Regions from separate parts of the Mus musculus genome. Here region 2 is linked to region 1. Evidence: chromatin contacts called from public promoter capture Hi-C data. All regions are on one chromosome and are shown on one strand. Each heading gives the region's core, a stretch centred on a gene start, on an enhancer-like site or on the middle of the called end of the contact. The rest is flanking DNA. Distances are from core to core; before and after follow the strand shown. Region 1 has its middle 37 kb from the start of Gm46017. Region 2 overlaps Akap13 (A kinase (PRKA) anchor protein 13).

What was found. Promoter capture Hi-C pulls out the DNA fragments that hold promoters and counts their contacts.
Region 2: a contact with region 1 is called in a promoter capture Hi-C map of pre-B cells. The contact joins two enhancer-like sites. A contact is called at or near these places in 10 of 39 promoter capture datasets (the C10 cell line, the HPC-7 cell line, cranial neural crest and 6 more), 1 of 15 datasets of contacts at CTCF or cohesin (the NIH/3T3 cell line), 2 of 484 Hi-C or Micro-C datasets (muscle stem cells and nephron progenitors) and 3 of 115 datasets of contacts at active chromatin or transcription factors (cardiomyocytes, microglia and trophoblast stem cells).

What each region holds. Positions count from the first base shown.
Region 1 is chr7:75,396,929-75,404,057 of GRCm38.p6, forward strand. No RefSeq gene overlaps it. Among named protein-coding and RNA genes, the nearest start is that of Gm46017, 37 kb to the right of the region's middle. Within about 2 kb of position 2,418, at least 87 of the 459 cell types and tissues checked have an H3K27ac peak or open chromatin away from gene starts, as enhancers often do. A contact at or near this core is called in pre-B cells, where this site is marked.
Region 2 is chr7:75,667,930-75,674,855 of GRCm38.p6, forward strand. The region is part of intron 10 of Akap13 (A kinase (PRKA) anchor protein 13); the gene reads left to right. Among named protein-coding and RNA genes, the nearest start is that of AU020206, 110 kb to the right of the region's middle. Within about 2 kb of position 1,757, at least 106 of the 459 cell types and tissues checked have an H3K27ac peak or open chromatin away from gene starts, as enhancers often do. A contact at or near this core is called in pre-B cells, where this site is marked.

The DNA.
Region 1 (7,129 bases), core at 1,168-3,667:
CGGTTCATAGACTGGGGCAATTACACACACACACACACACACACACACACACACACCACACACCACACACCACACACCACACACCACACACCACACACCACACACCACACACACATACACACACACGCACGCACGCACGCACGCTGACATCTGCGCCATGTTTGTATTTTTGGTAGTCACAACTTAGAGGTGTTACCAACATTTTGTAGATAGAGTCCATGGACGATGCTAAGCATTCCGTAAAGCGTAGGATACCCAGCCTTCTCTACAGGAAATACTATGCAGCCCCCAATGTCAATGGTGCTTCGATAAAGAAGTCCTGTTTGAGTTAATAAACACAGGTAAAGGAGTTAGGGGTTTATACTTCCTGCAGATGCACATGTGCGCCACCTCTCTTGTCACGTTGGGAAAAGAAAGCCAAGACCTAGAGATAACCAAAGTCTGGCTTGGCTGTTTCCCGGTGCCCACACACAGACTTCGGAGGTCACATCTGGCTACTGTACCCTTGTTTCCTTCAGCTCAGGACACCTGAAGAAGCATCTGCTACCCACAAATCCTGTCTCCGCTAGGCTTTTGGCTGGCTTTCTCGGTTTGTCTCCAACCCAGGAAAGACAAAAGACATTTACAAGAAACGGAAAAGTGCATTGGAAAGAGCTGGCCAACATCAACCAGCAAAACTCCTGCCCCTGCCCTCAGCAGCGGCCCCACCTTCAGCAGGACCCGCCCACAGCAGCCAGACTGGTTTTCACTGCTGGCAGTCCCTGTTCTCAGAACCTTTTTGTCCTTGGTTTTAAATGACCTCATCCTCGACGTGCAGAATCTAGAACAGCACAGCTGTCACTAGCTGGCATCTCCTTAGAATTGTAGCGTCTCAGCCCCACCCCTTGACTCAAATCTCTTCATTTTACCAAGATCTTCGAGTGATTCAGAGGCAAAGCTCACTGATAGGGTTTATGAGTCAAGATAAAACTTCAAAGTGGGCAGCTGAAGACAGAAGCAAAGTTAATCATGTAACATGATATACAGTTTCTCTAAGAGATGTAGGCTGTGGATGGTAGCCTGCACTGTAGAAATGTAAAGGAATGTGTAGAAAAGGGGGGTGTAAATGTCATGTAAAAAGACACTTTTAAATGTTCCAAAGGGGTTCACTGTACCCAGCAGCTGAACAGCAACATAAGAGATGAGGTCTGTCTCTATAGCCCAGGATGACCTTGAACTTACAGCAATCCCCCAGCCTCAGCCTCTAAAAGGAACCATCACCTTAGCTTATTTTTTAAAATAGAAAACAAAAATGTTATCTCCCATTAAATGAGAAAAACTGATCTAATCAATATCCCCAATACAGCAATTCAAATATCAACTATCAATATCCCCAATATCAATTTTTATAAGAAAACAAAAAGTATATGTCTCACAATGTAGTCTGGGCTGCCCTAAAACTAGCTATACTAGGCTGGCCTCAAACTCATAAAGAGCTGCCTACCTCTGCTTCCTGAGTGCTGTGATTAGAGGCATGTACTACCAAGCCTGCCTAATACACACACACACACACACAGAGAGAGAGAGAGAGAGAGAGAGAGAGAGAGAGAGAGAGAGAGAGAGAGAGAGAGAGAGAGATTATTTTTAAAATAACTTAGGAAACAAGTTAAGGTAGATGACGCAGTTCCAACTTCAGGTTCACTTTCAGCGCATCCAAATTGGCTTGGTTTGATTCATCCAACAAACATCAGTGCCCTGGTTTATGCAGAGTTACAAACTGCAAGGAATGTAGCCACCCACACAGCAGCCAGTGTAGAATAGAAGCTTTGGGCTTTAGGATTGCAGCTAAGAAGGAAGGGAGAAAGGAAAGGAAAGGAAAGGAAAGGAAAGGAAAGGAAAAAGAAAGAAAGAAAGAAAGAAAGAAAGAAAGAAAGAAAGAAAGAAAGAAAGAAAGAAGAAGAAGGAGGAAGGGAGGGAGGGAGAGAGAGAAAGAAGAAGGAGGAGGAGGGGAGGGAGGGAGGGAGGGAGAAAGGAAGGAAGGAAGGAAGGAAGGAAGGAAGGAAGGAAAGAAGGAGGAAGACAAGCAGATAGAAAGATAAGATTCCGGGTCAGGTCTTGATTCTGGACTCACAGTCCAGAACACAGGCTCAGCTTGACTTGAGTACTTACTGACCTAGCCATGGCTCATGGTGAAACATTTTGTTTATTTCTGAGGCGGAGTCTTGCTATGTAGCTGTATCTCAAACCTTGAACTCGAAATCCCCCTGCATCTGCTTCCCAAATGCGGGACTTACAGGCCAGCACCACACATGGCTCTGGTAAAGGCTTCACAGAATAATGTCACCCGGTCTTGCCATCCCATTTGTGACTCAACAGCTCTCTCTGGCCTTCTCAAAAGGAGCAAGTTCCAGTTCCTAAGGCTCCCAGAGTTCTGACGCATATCTAGAAACAGCCACTAGAGGCTGCCCTTGGTTCCCTCACCCAGGACCTAGAAGGCCTGTACATGTCTGGGGGAGGGCTTTGTTCAACCCTGAACACTCTGTTCTGTCCTAACATCCCCACACTCTTCTGGGAGAAATCAACCAACAGGGAAATAAAACAGAGGTTTCTAGAAGCTGCCCCACCTACAAAAGGAGTTCAAAGGCCATTGAACTTTCAAGCTCAGGGAACATTCTGAGCTGTGGGGGGAGGACTCAAGTGTCGGGAGCAGAACTGACTCCTGAAATATGTCTGGAGAAATGTGAGCCAGTAAATCACAGTCCTGCCCAGGGTGGGGACCTAGGCACTTGTCTAAGGAAGGGAAATGGCCTGGCAATGTTAGTGAGCCACCCCACACCCCACCCCACCCTCCCACACTCACAGCTTAGGGCCCATCTTCCCTGATTTCAAAACTTGGACTAACAACTGTTTAAAAGCTTGACCAAGGAAAGCTGATAACAGTAGCAGAGTCAGGATGATTCTTTGATGTGAATTATAAACAGATCATGCAGTCACACAATCACATTATTCAAAACTCAAAAGAATATAGACAGAGGAGAAGCTGGGGAGATGACTCCACCATTAAGAGCGTTTGTAACTCCTGTAGAGGACCTGGTTTCATACAGGGGACCCACAAGGTGACTCACAGATATTAGTAACTCTAGTTCCAAGAGGATCTGATGGCTCCTTCTGGATTCTTTCAGTACTATATACACATGGAGAACAGACATACATGCAGGTAAAACAGAAAATTAGAAAAAAATAAAAATGAGTGTGGAATTATAACCAATAACAAGACTTCTGCCCCACTCATCCCCCAAACCTCCATCTTTCTCCATGTTCTGTCTCCACATACTGTGGTAACCACCATCGTTTCTACCTCACTGTATTATTTTTAGTGTGCTATTTTCTCTCAGACAGGCTCTAATGTAACCTCAAACTGGCCTCGTACCTGCTATGTGGCTGAGGATGATCTTTAACATCTGACCTTCCTGCCTCCACCTACCTAAGTGCTAGGATTTTAAGCCTGCATGGCAGGGCCCCATTTATACACTTACTGAGCCCAGGGCTTCAGACAGGCACTACTTCCTCAGGCTCCTCTTAGCATCCCTTCATGCATGGAGTTAACATAATACATATTCTTTTTTTCCCTCCATACCATACATGTTCCAGATTTTACTCTATTCCCATGATAAAATATTTCAAAGTATTTTTTTTTCACCAGCACATAAATGGCTTCCTCATTCTTTGCATCTCACAGCTGCACAGTGTCCCATTGTATAAAATAAAGCAATTTAATTAGGCTGCCTTCTATTGGTGGAAATCAGGCTGTTTCCCACTTTTGGCGTCTCTAAACAATGCGGCAGGAACTTCATACTCACATCCTTTTTCATGAGCCAGAGCCAGAGTCCTGCATCTAACTAACTCTACTTCATGTTCCTTGTGCTCTCAAGCCAAGGGAAGACCAAATAGAGAGGAGGTTTAACCAATAAAAGCTCCCATCTCCTCCGGTCCACTTTCCTTCCCTAGCTATAAAGTCTGTTTCTATCTCAAACAGTCACAGACACCGCGGAAAAAGAGCTCCTTCCAATTTCTCTCTCTCTATGACTGCTTCACTCTATTCCTTAAATACTGTGTGACTCCAACTGGGCTGAGCTCAAGATGAAATCTAAAGGTGGTCTGTGTAGAATGGGATTTCTGCTACCCTTTTGATCACACTGTTTTCTCCATGCCTTAGAGAAGTCCAAATCTTGCATCCTGGGCCAGCTAGTTTTATGTCACCTTGATACAAGACAGAGTCAACAGAGAGGAGGGAGCCTCAATTGAGAAAAATGTTCCTGTAAGATTGGGCTGCAGGCAAGTCTCTAGAGCACTTTCTTACTAAGAGATTTGATAGGGAATGACCCAGCATCATCACGGGTGATCCACCCTGGGCTAGTGATCCTGGGTTCTATAAGAAAGCAGGCTGAGCAAGCCATGAGAAGCAAGCCAGTAAGCAGCACCCCTCCACGGCCTTTGCACAAGCTCCTGCCTCCAAGTTCCTGCCTTATTTGAGTTCCTGACTTATTTGAGTTCCTTCCTTATTTGAGTTCCTGCCCTGCTCCCTTCAGTGATGGACTATGAATGTGGAAGCCTAAGCCAAATAAACCCTTTCTTCTCCAACCTACCTTTGGTCATGGTCATAACAATAATAGCCCAAACTAAGACACCTATCACAGCCTAGCACAAACCTGGATTTCAGTCTAGACCTTGAAGAAGACCCAGAGAAACTACCTGCTACTTCAGAATCCAGCATCTTCCACCATCTTTGGCTGTAATCTAAGGACTGGTACGTGAACAGAGGCAACACCAGACAGACCAAAGAAAGTCTACTTGCTGAGAGATGTCAAAGCTGTCACCCAGGTTCTCATTCTCAACAGCTATAGACATGTTGTTAATTCTTTTTATAAATAGTCTCAGGTTCACCTCTCAAGGTATCTTTTTTGTTTGCTTGTTTGTTTTAGTTCCCCAAAGTAGGAATCAGAATTAAGAGAGTCTTCAAAAGACAAAAACAAAACCAAGAGAGGGCATGTTGGTTTAAGTCATGGGATTCAGACAATCAGCTGCAGCCTTTGCCGAGAGGGTGTGTCCTTCTATTTTAGAGATGTTTCTTTAACTGCATACCATTGATTTCCTGGGTGAATGGCATAAGGCTAGGTAGGCACTCTTGCCTAAAGGAGATGCAGGGCCATACCAAGTGTGTCGAATACAGCGAGGGGCACAAACCCAAAGTTGTCTGAGGTATAATACAGCTAGCGAGCTATGCCTGGGTCTCCTTGAGAGAAGCATGTGGTGGGGAGAGAGGAGAACCAGGCTTGGATTCCTTGAGGACATGGCACTGAAGCCTTACAGAACCCTCAGGCAGAGGAGGTCAAGAGCAAAGGCCCAGTTGGGGGCACTAGGACCAAAAAGTAAGTCCAATTAACCACCTGGGGTAAGGGGTGATGAATATAGTAAGCTACTAGCTCCCAGAGAGCAAGACTTAAAGGGGAAAGTTGAAACAGAATTGAATTAGATCTCATAGTCCTTGCATATTAGCCATTCCTCTGATCTTACCTTAATTAGACTCTGATCTTAGCTTAATAAGTTCACCCTGACCCTCTTCAACAATTGGAGCGATGTTTCAGCAGAGTTCCCAACAAAGCCTTCCTCAACCGACTCAGCCCTTTGGTCTTATCTGTGACCTATGACCGTGTTCTACTAATCACAACAGAGGCTTAAGCTGCCTCTTAAAATCCACCAGCCTTGCACTACTTTCCAATGATTCCTGTGTCTTGCCCTCTAGTTACTGGCTGGGGAAGGCTAGGCCATAGCTCTCTTGATCCCAAATGTACTGGTTGGATTTTGTCAACCCGTCACAAACCTAGACATATCTAGAAAGAGGGGATCTTAATTAACAAAATGCCCCTATAAGATTGGCCTATAGGCATGTCTATGGTGCATTTTCTTAATTAGTGGTTAATGTGGAAGTTCCCAGCTAACCTCTGGGCTGGTGGTCCTGGGTTATATAAGAAAGTAGGCCAAGCAAGCCATGAGGAGCAAGCCAGTAAGCAGCACGCCTCCATGACTTCTGCATCAGCTCCTGCTTCCAGGTTCCTGCCTTGAGTACTTTCCTTGACTTCCCTCAGTGAAGGAGTATGAAACCTGAGAATTGTGCAGAGGATGAGACAGCCTGAATCTCACACAGCCAACACCTCACAGACAGAATATGCACTGAGGAGGGTTAAGCTCAGAGTCAAACCCCAGCCTCTCCATGCCTGAGCCTCACCCCTTACATCACGCCGAGCATGGTCTCAGTTTATTCAAATCTCACCTAGGGCCAAGTTCTTTATATCCTTTGTTCGAGCTATAGCAGGACTGAGCCATGTGCTTAAATGTCAGAATTTTTTAAACCTGCCACTCTCTTTCTGCCCCAAATAAAATAAAGGGAAATAAGCCCTTTCTTCCCCAAATTGCTTTTGATCATGGTATTTTATCAAAGCAATAGAAACCCTAAATAAGATACCATAAGGGTAGCCCCTTCCCCCTAAGAATGGAGACACAGCAAGACCTTGTTTCAAAGGAAGTTCTTTGACTGTCTGATAATGCTCTCAAAACCTACTCAAATTTCATACTAACCAATGAAATTCAAGTGCCTTACTTCTGCTACCTGCTCTTCTTATAATGACTTCAAACCTCACATTCCTCATCTGTAAAGTGAACAGAAAATAAAACATAAAATAAATATTTGCCTCCACAAAGTGATCGGATTAAAGCACTTGTCATATCATGAGCACACAATGAATGTGTGTTTCCTTCCTCTACGCAGCAATGTCTTTACTAAAAATGACTCTAAGGGCAGTAAGATGGTTCGATGGATAGAGGTGTTTACTACCAAGCTGAACAACCTGAATTTGGTCCCCAGGACCGAAATGGTAGAAGGAGAGAACCAACTCCTGCAAGTTGTCCTCTGACCCCCACACATGTATGTGCATATGTATACACACACACAAATACACACACACACAAAATGTAGTAAAAATGATCGTATTTTCAAATTTCCTAAAAATCAAAGACTTAATAAAATGTTGGGTTTTTTAATAAAAATGTTTAGGATATTAGCCCCAAACCTAGGATACCCAAGATATAAGAT
Region 2 (6,926 bases), core at 507-3,006, 270 kb after region 1:
TTCCTTCTGTTCCTAAACCCATCACAAATGCATTTTTTAAATTACACTTTTAGGAGGGATATGGGCCTCACTGCTCATGGAGAAGTCAGGTTAAAGATTCTAGCCCTAAAGTTAGCTCATAATGCCTGGAGCTGCATAATAAATAGTTTTAAAATTATCAAGCAATTATGTGTGCTTGTCTAACTAATAGTAAAAAGATTTTTTAGATTTATTTTTATGTTTAAGTATGTGTCTGGGGGTGCGCATGGAGGCAGAAGCAGGCGTTGAGTCCCTTAGAGCTGGCATTACATATTGTATAAGCTACCAACATTCATTCTGAGAAATGGACTTAGGTTCTTAGGAAGAGCAACAGACATTCTTAACTAACTGCTGAGCCGTCTCTCCAGCTTAACTTCTGTTTTTTAAGTTGAATAATTTTCCTTCAGGAAATACTTGCTTGCCTATCTCTTAGATATATAGCATGTGAACAGTTTGTTACTGGTATTACACCCTCTCTGTGCAGAAGAAAATTTATAAAAAGGACCTTTGCTAGATACTGCACATTTTTTCCCAGGGAGAATAGACAACAACTGTTTTTAAAGCTGAAGCCTGTAACTCAGACAAACTTCCACCTACATTGTAAACTCTTCAGTGCTTTAGAGAAAAGCCAGGCAGGGTGAATGAACTTTCACCTCCTCATGAGTGCGTGGGAATGTCCAGATGGCCTGGGACCAGGTCAGGGTGGGGGTGGGGATGACCAAGAGTCCTTGGAATAACTGAGTTTCCTAGTGTTGATAAAATTAAAGCCTACTTAATAATATTGACAAGTCACTCATTCACCTGAATATTTCTATATATGTTTATCTCATTTCATAAGTCCAGCAACCAGATTTTTTTTTTTTTTTTGTCCCTCATACCATACAAGTAACAGAGGTTTTGATTGGTGTGCTGGCTACTTTTATGTCAACTTGATCCAGACTAGAGTCATTTGAATAGAGAAGATTAGCATGGCCCCTGCAGAAGGATTTGTGAAGTGTTCCATATTTTTCCAGGGTGGGAGTGGGGGAGCGCCCTCTTAGAGGAAAGGGGGGGGGAGGGATGGGATAGAAGGGTTCCAGAGTGGCTAAGACAATTCTTCATTTTCTTGATTGGTGATTGATGGGGTAGGGCCCAGCTCACTGTAGGTGGGGCCACTCCTGGGCTGGCAATCCTTGGTGTAAGAAGGCAGTCTGAGCAAGCCGTGTTGAGCAGAGCCTGTAGGCCTCTTCCATGGCCTCTGTATCTGCTCCTGTCTCTGGGTCCCTGCCCTGTTTTGAGTTCCCACCTTGACTTCTCTCAGTGTTGGACTGTCATACAGATATAGAGTAAAATAAAGTCTTTTCTCCCCAAGTTCCTTTCGGTCATGATATTCTATCAAAGCAATAGAAACCCTAAGACAACTGGTAAACAATTTTGTGTAAAATAACTGAGTGACTGAGAAAAACTAAGATTTGCATCGAGGCCTGACTCTTAACATCTCTTCCCTATCTTGTTGCTTTACTTTCAGTTTCTTCAGCATGGCTCTAAAAACCAGCTGGTAGACAGACCCTCGATTCTGCTTTCCTAAAGTCATTCTTACAGTGTGTGCTGTGCAGCGTCAGTTACTTGGTGTCTTCCCAGGGCCTTAAGTTCTTCTCTTTCAGTCTTCTGGGGTTTGGAGGGAATCTTTAGGCGAGCCATTGCCACATGCTTTCCTGTGAACTGTGAGTGGTGCGTTAGCTCACTTCCTGTAGCCATGGATTTATCTTTAGCCCTTCCGAGGTCTCAGTAACAACACGAGCCTCCTGGGAAATGTGACTCTTTGGTGAGTGTTGAGGGCTTTATGTTTATTCTTACAAATATTTGCCTGTTCCTAGGGTCATTTTTAGATCAGCAGCATAAATTTATACTTTGTTTTTAAACTGAGATGAAATCCTGCAATTCTTTTTGGAACTATCTGAGAAAGAAAGTATGTAATCATAAAATAATAACTGATTCAGGACTTAAGATTCTTAGGTAGAATACATAAAAACATAACATGACTTGGGGCATGTCGTGAGTGTTTAAAATATTAGTTGTTTTTCAAGGCAGTAGTATGTCTTATGTATAATATAAATAATAAATACTAGCTGAATAAATGAAAGGCTATTTATTGGCAGTATTAAACATGATTCCTTTAGCTATAGTAACTGTATAAAATTTGTGGTAGTTTTGTCTTTGTTGTGTTTAGCAATATAGTGTTTATCTTTCTATAGATACAGATATAGATAGTATAACTTTCTAAGAGAACTAAACAGGTATTTCCCCCTAAATACTGTTATAAAAGTACAGGAAAAAAAAAAGGACTGTTGAATTTTGCACAGAGCACCCATCCATTTATCTTCCAGCCGCCATCATTTTTATTATGTTTACTTACTACATAAGTGTGTTCTCTTTACCCCATCTTCCTAAACTTGATGATAGATTTCAAAACAAATTACAGATATTTCCGTACACAGGTGTAAATTCTTAGAATCAGTATTCTTCTAAGGTTGATGAATTTGAGGGAGACACACTATATATAAATATATGTATAACTTGTGTATATAAACCCTAAAAATTCATTTGTTTCTGGTTTTTCAAGACAGAGCCATTTTGTGTAGCCTATACTAGAATCTGCTCTGTAGACAAGTCTGTCTTAGAACTCACAGAGATTCACCTGCTTCCTCCGCCTCTAGTTGCTAGAAGTGCTGGAATTAAAGGCATGCACTGCCACTGTCTGGCTTTGGTTGATGGTTGGTTGGTTGGTTGGTTAGTCAGTCGGCTTTTTAAGGCAGGGTTTTTCTGGGTAGACCAGACTGTTCTGGAACTTGTTCTGTAGACAAGGCTGACCTCAAAATCTGCCTTCTTCTACCTTCCGAGTGCTCAAATTAACCACGCGCACCACCACCACCTAGCTTGGTCGTTTTTGATAAACACACCCACTACCTTTGTAACCTGGAGCTGCATGAACACATAGGCTATATAAGTATAACCATGGAAAGTCTCTTTACAAGGCATCCCTTCTCAATGACCAACCCATCAGAAGGAACAAAAAATATTCCCCATCAAAGATTTTTCTCTGATTGAGATTCTCATATAAATGGCATATATAATGTCACATAGATGGCATATAAATCTGAAGAATAGTGTTTCTCCTTTACAGCCCTGGGAGTGAGGTTTGGAATTTGTAGTCATCCAAGAGACAAGCTGTCTCACAGACTGGCCGTGTGTCTCTCTCTCTCTCTCTCTCTCTCTCTCTCTCTCTCTCTCTCTCTCTCTCTCTCTCGTATTCTCACTAGTGATGTATGAGAATCTCAGTTATTCTACATCCTTAGTAACAAACAGTTGTTTCCACTGTTACTGTTTCTGGTATCCATGCAGTATTATCTCATTATGGTTTTGATTTGTATTTCCTGACAACTAGTGATATTAAACAGATTTTCACTTGTCCATTGGCAACTCGTGTGTCTTCCTGTATAGAGCATCTGTTCATATCTTTGCCCATTAAAATAATTGGGTTATTTGTTGCTACCGAGGAGTGGATGATATATATCCTGGATACTGTTCCTTTATTAGATCCATGATTTGCAAACACCTTCTCTTATACCATTTGCCTATTCATTTATGTAAAAATGTCTTGGTTAGCTAAGATTTCTAATTTGATGAAGTATAATTTAATAGATTCTTACTCAGCTTACTGCTTTGTGTGTCCTTCCCAGTTGCTTCTCTGCTCCCTGTCTTCATGTTTTGCTTTAAAGATTTGTAATTTGGGGCTTTTATTTTCAAGATTAAGACATCTCTCAGTATTATATTTCTTTTTTTCTTTTGGCATTCAATATTTTTATTAAACCAATACATTTTTAATTTTATTTTAATTAGGTATTTTCTTCATTTACATTTCCAATTCTACCCCAAAAGTCCCCCATACCCTCCCCTCCCCCCCACTCCCCTACCCACCCACTCCCACTTCTTGGCCCTGGCATTCCCCTGTACTGAGGCATATAAAGTTTGCACGACCAATGGGCCTCTCTTTCCACTGATGGCCGACTAGGCTATCTTCTGCTACATATACAGCTAGAGACACGAGCTCCGAGGGGGGGGGGGGTACTGGTATCATATTGTTGTTCCACCTATAGGATTGCAGATCCCTTCAGCTCCTTGGGTACTTTCTCTAGCTCCTCCATTAGGGACCCTGTGATCCATCCAATAGCTGACTGTGAGCATCCACTTCTGTGTTTGCTAGGCCCTAGCATAGTCTCACAAGAGACAGCTATATCTGGGTCCTTTCAGCAAAATCTTGCTAGTGTATGCAATGGTGTCAGCATTTGGAAGCTGATTATGGGATGGATCCCCGGATATGGCAGTCTCTAGATGGTCCATCCTTTCGTCACAGCTCCATACTTTGTCTCTGTAACTCCTTCCATAGGTGTTTTGTTCCCAATTCTATGAAGGGGCAAAGTGTCCATACTTTCGTCTTCGTTCTTCTTGAGTTTCATGTGTTTTGCAAATTGTATCTTATATCTTGGGTATTCTAAGTTTCTGGGCTAATATCCACTTATCAGTGAGTACATATCATGTGAGTTCCTTTGTGATTGGGTTACCTCACTCAGGATGATGCCCTCCAGGTCCATCCATTTGCCTAGGAATTTCATAAATTCATTCTTTTTAATAGCTGAGTAGTACTCCATTGTGTAAATGTACCACATTTTCTGTATCCATTCCTCTGTTGAGGGGCATCTGGGTTGTTTCCAGCTTCTGGCTATTACAAATAAGGCTGCTATGAACATAGTTGGGCATGTGTCCTTCTTACCGGTTGGAACATCATCTGGATATATGCCCAGGAGAGGTATTGTGAGATCCTCCGGTAGTACTATGTCCAATTTTCTGAGGAACCACCAGACTGATTTCCAGAGTGGTTTTACAAGCTTGCAATCCCACCAACAATGAAGGAGTATTCCTCTTTCTCCACATCCTCGCCAGCATCTGCTGTCACCCGAATTTTTGATCTTAGCCATTCTGGCTGGTGTGAGGTGGAATCTCAGGGTTGCTTTGATTTGCATTTCCCTGATGATTAAGGATGCTGAACATTTTTTCAGGTGCTTTTCAGCCCAGTATTATATTTCTAACTTTAATAACAGCTTTATTTATTTCGGAGGATTCAATCCTAGCTCTCTTTAGAGTCATCTAAAGAGCTTTAAAAGGGAGGTGGGAACACCTAGCTCTGCCAGCTGACTAGCAAAACTAGTCTTTTCTTTTTTTTAAGATTTATTTATTGTTATATGTAAGTACACTGTAGCTGTCTTCAGACACACCAGAAGAGAGCATAGGATCCCATTACAGATGGCTGTGAGCCACCATGTGGTTGCTGGGATTTGAACTCATGACCTTCAGAAGAGTGCTCTTAACCGCTGAGCCATCTCGCCAGCCCCGCAAAATTAGTCTTGAGTTAACCTGTTTTCTCACCTCTAAAATGTTAGAGGTCATGTCTCGGTGAGAGCAAAGTTAGAATAAGTAAACTTCAGGAAATGTCATCACATCGATCTCTGCGGAAAGAGTCTGTGTTAAGGATATATTCTAGTCAAGTTTTTGCCTTTTTAAAAAATGTGTGTGGGAGTAAGATGGCTCTATGGTTAGGAACATTAACTGCTCTTCCAGAAGACCTGGGTTCAGTTCCTAGCACCCGCATGTTTGCTCACAACCATCTTTAACTCCAGTCCCAAGGTATTTGTTGCCCTTTTCTGGCTCCCATGGGCACCAGGCATGCATGTTGTATACACACATACATGCAGGTAAGACACACATATACATAAATAAAAAAATGTTTAGAGAGATGAGGGTATATATATTAACAGGCCACAAGGTGTTCTCATTTTGTTTTAATATTGCTACCTGTGATAGATAGATAGGTAGGTAGGTAGGTAGGTAGGTAGGTAGGTAGGTAGATAGATAGATAGATAGATAGATAGATAGATAGATAGATAGATAGATAGATAGATAGATGGATGCATACATATATACATACTTGTGTTAAAAGTTTGACTTTTGACTTGTTTTAAGAGCTTTAGATTTGAGTCTGGGAATATAGTTCATGGGTAGAGTGCAGGCCTGGCGCTTGTAAGGCCCAAAATCCAGTTCCCAGATGTGCATGCAACACACACAAAGAGTAAGTTGGTGTGTGGAACTGTTTTATTTCTTTAAGAAATATCCTTTTTAGATTAGGTACCAAATTTAAAAAGTACCTGTTATTCTGAACAGGAGTCATTTCCATACTAGGAACTGCTGTCTTAAAAAGAATGTAATAAATAGAATTTAACTCAGAACTGTTGCTCCTCCCTAGTGTTTTAACCCAGGCTATCCTGAAATTCCTGATCACCCTGCTTTACCCTCCACAGGCTAGAGGGTGTGTACCATTATGTTCCACCAATAATTTTATTTTAAAATAATACGTCTAGCACGCTAGAATTTGCATAATGATGTAGTTTTATTTTGCCTCTTAAACCAGTAAAGGGACTCTTCGTTACTAACATCAAGATCTTGCTCTCATTAGGTTTTTTAAAAGGCAACTGAAATAACACAGTAGTACTGTTTGAATCAAAGTAGCATGGATTCAAGTCTGGTTTCTGCTGTTAACTGTAGCACAGCAGGGCTCTTCAATAATCTGGGACTTACGTTTTCTGATCTATCAGTGTTTTTTCTCTCCATTCATCTCACACTGTATTTACAAAGCAGTCTAGGAAATTGAATTTTTCAGAGTGAAGGTAAGCTGAAGCCCAAAAGGTAGAAAGGTGCCTTTTATAGTAGGTGGTAGTATGCTTTGGGCTAGAAGTGTTGTAGGCCTTTTTAAAAAGACTCCAAGTTCAGAGCTGTTTTCCATTTCAAAGTTAAAAGAACTCATTAGTTCTTGTGAG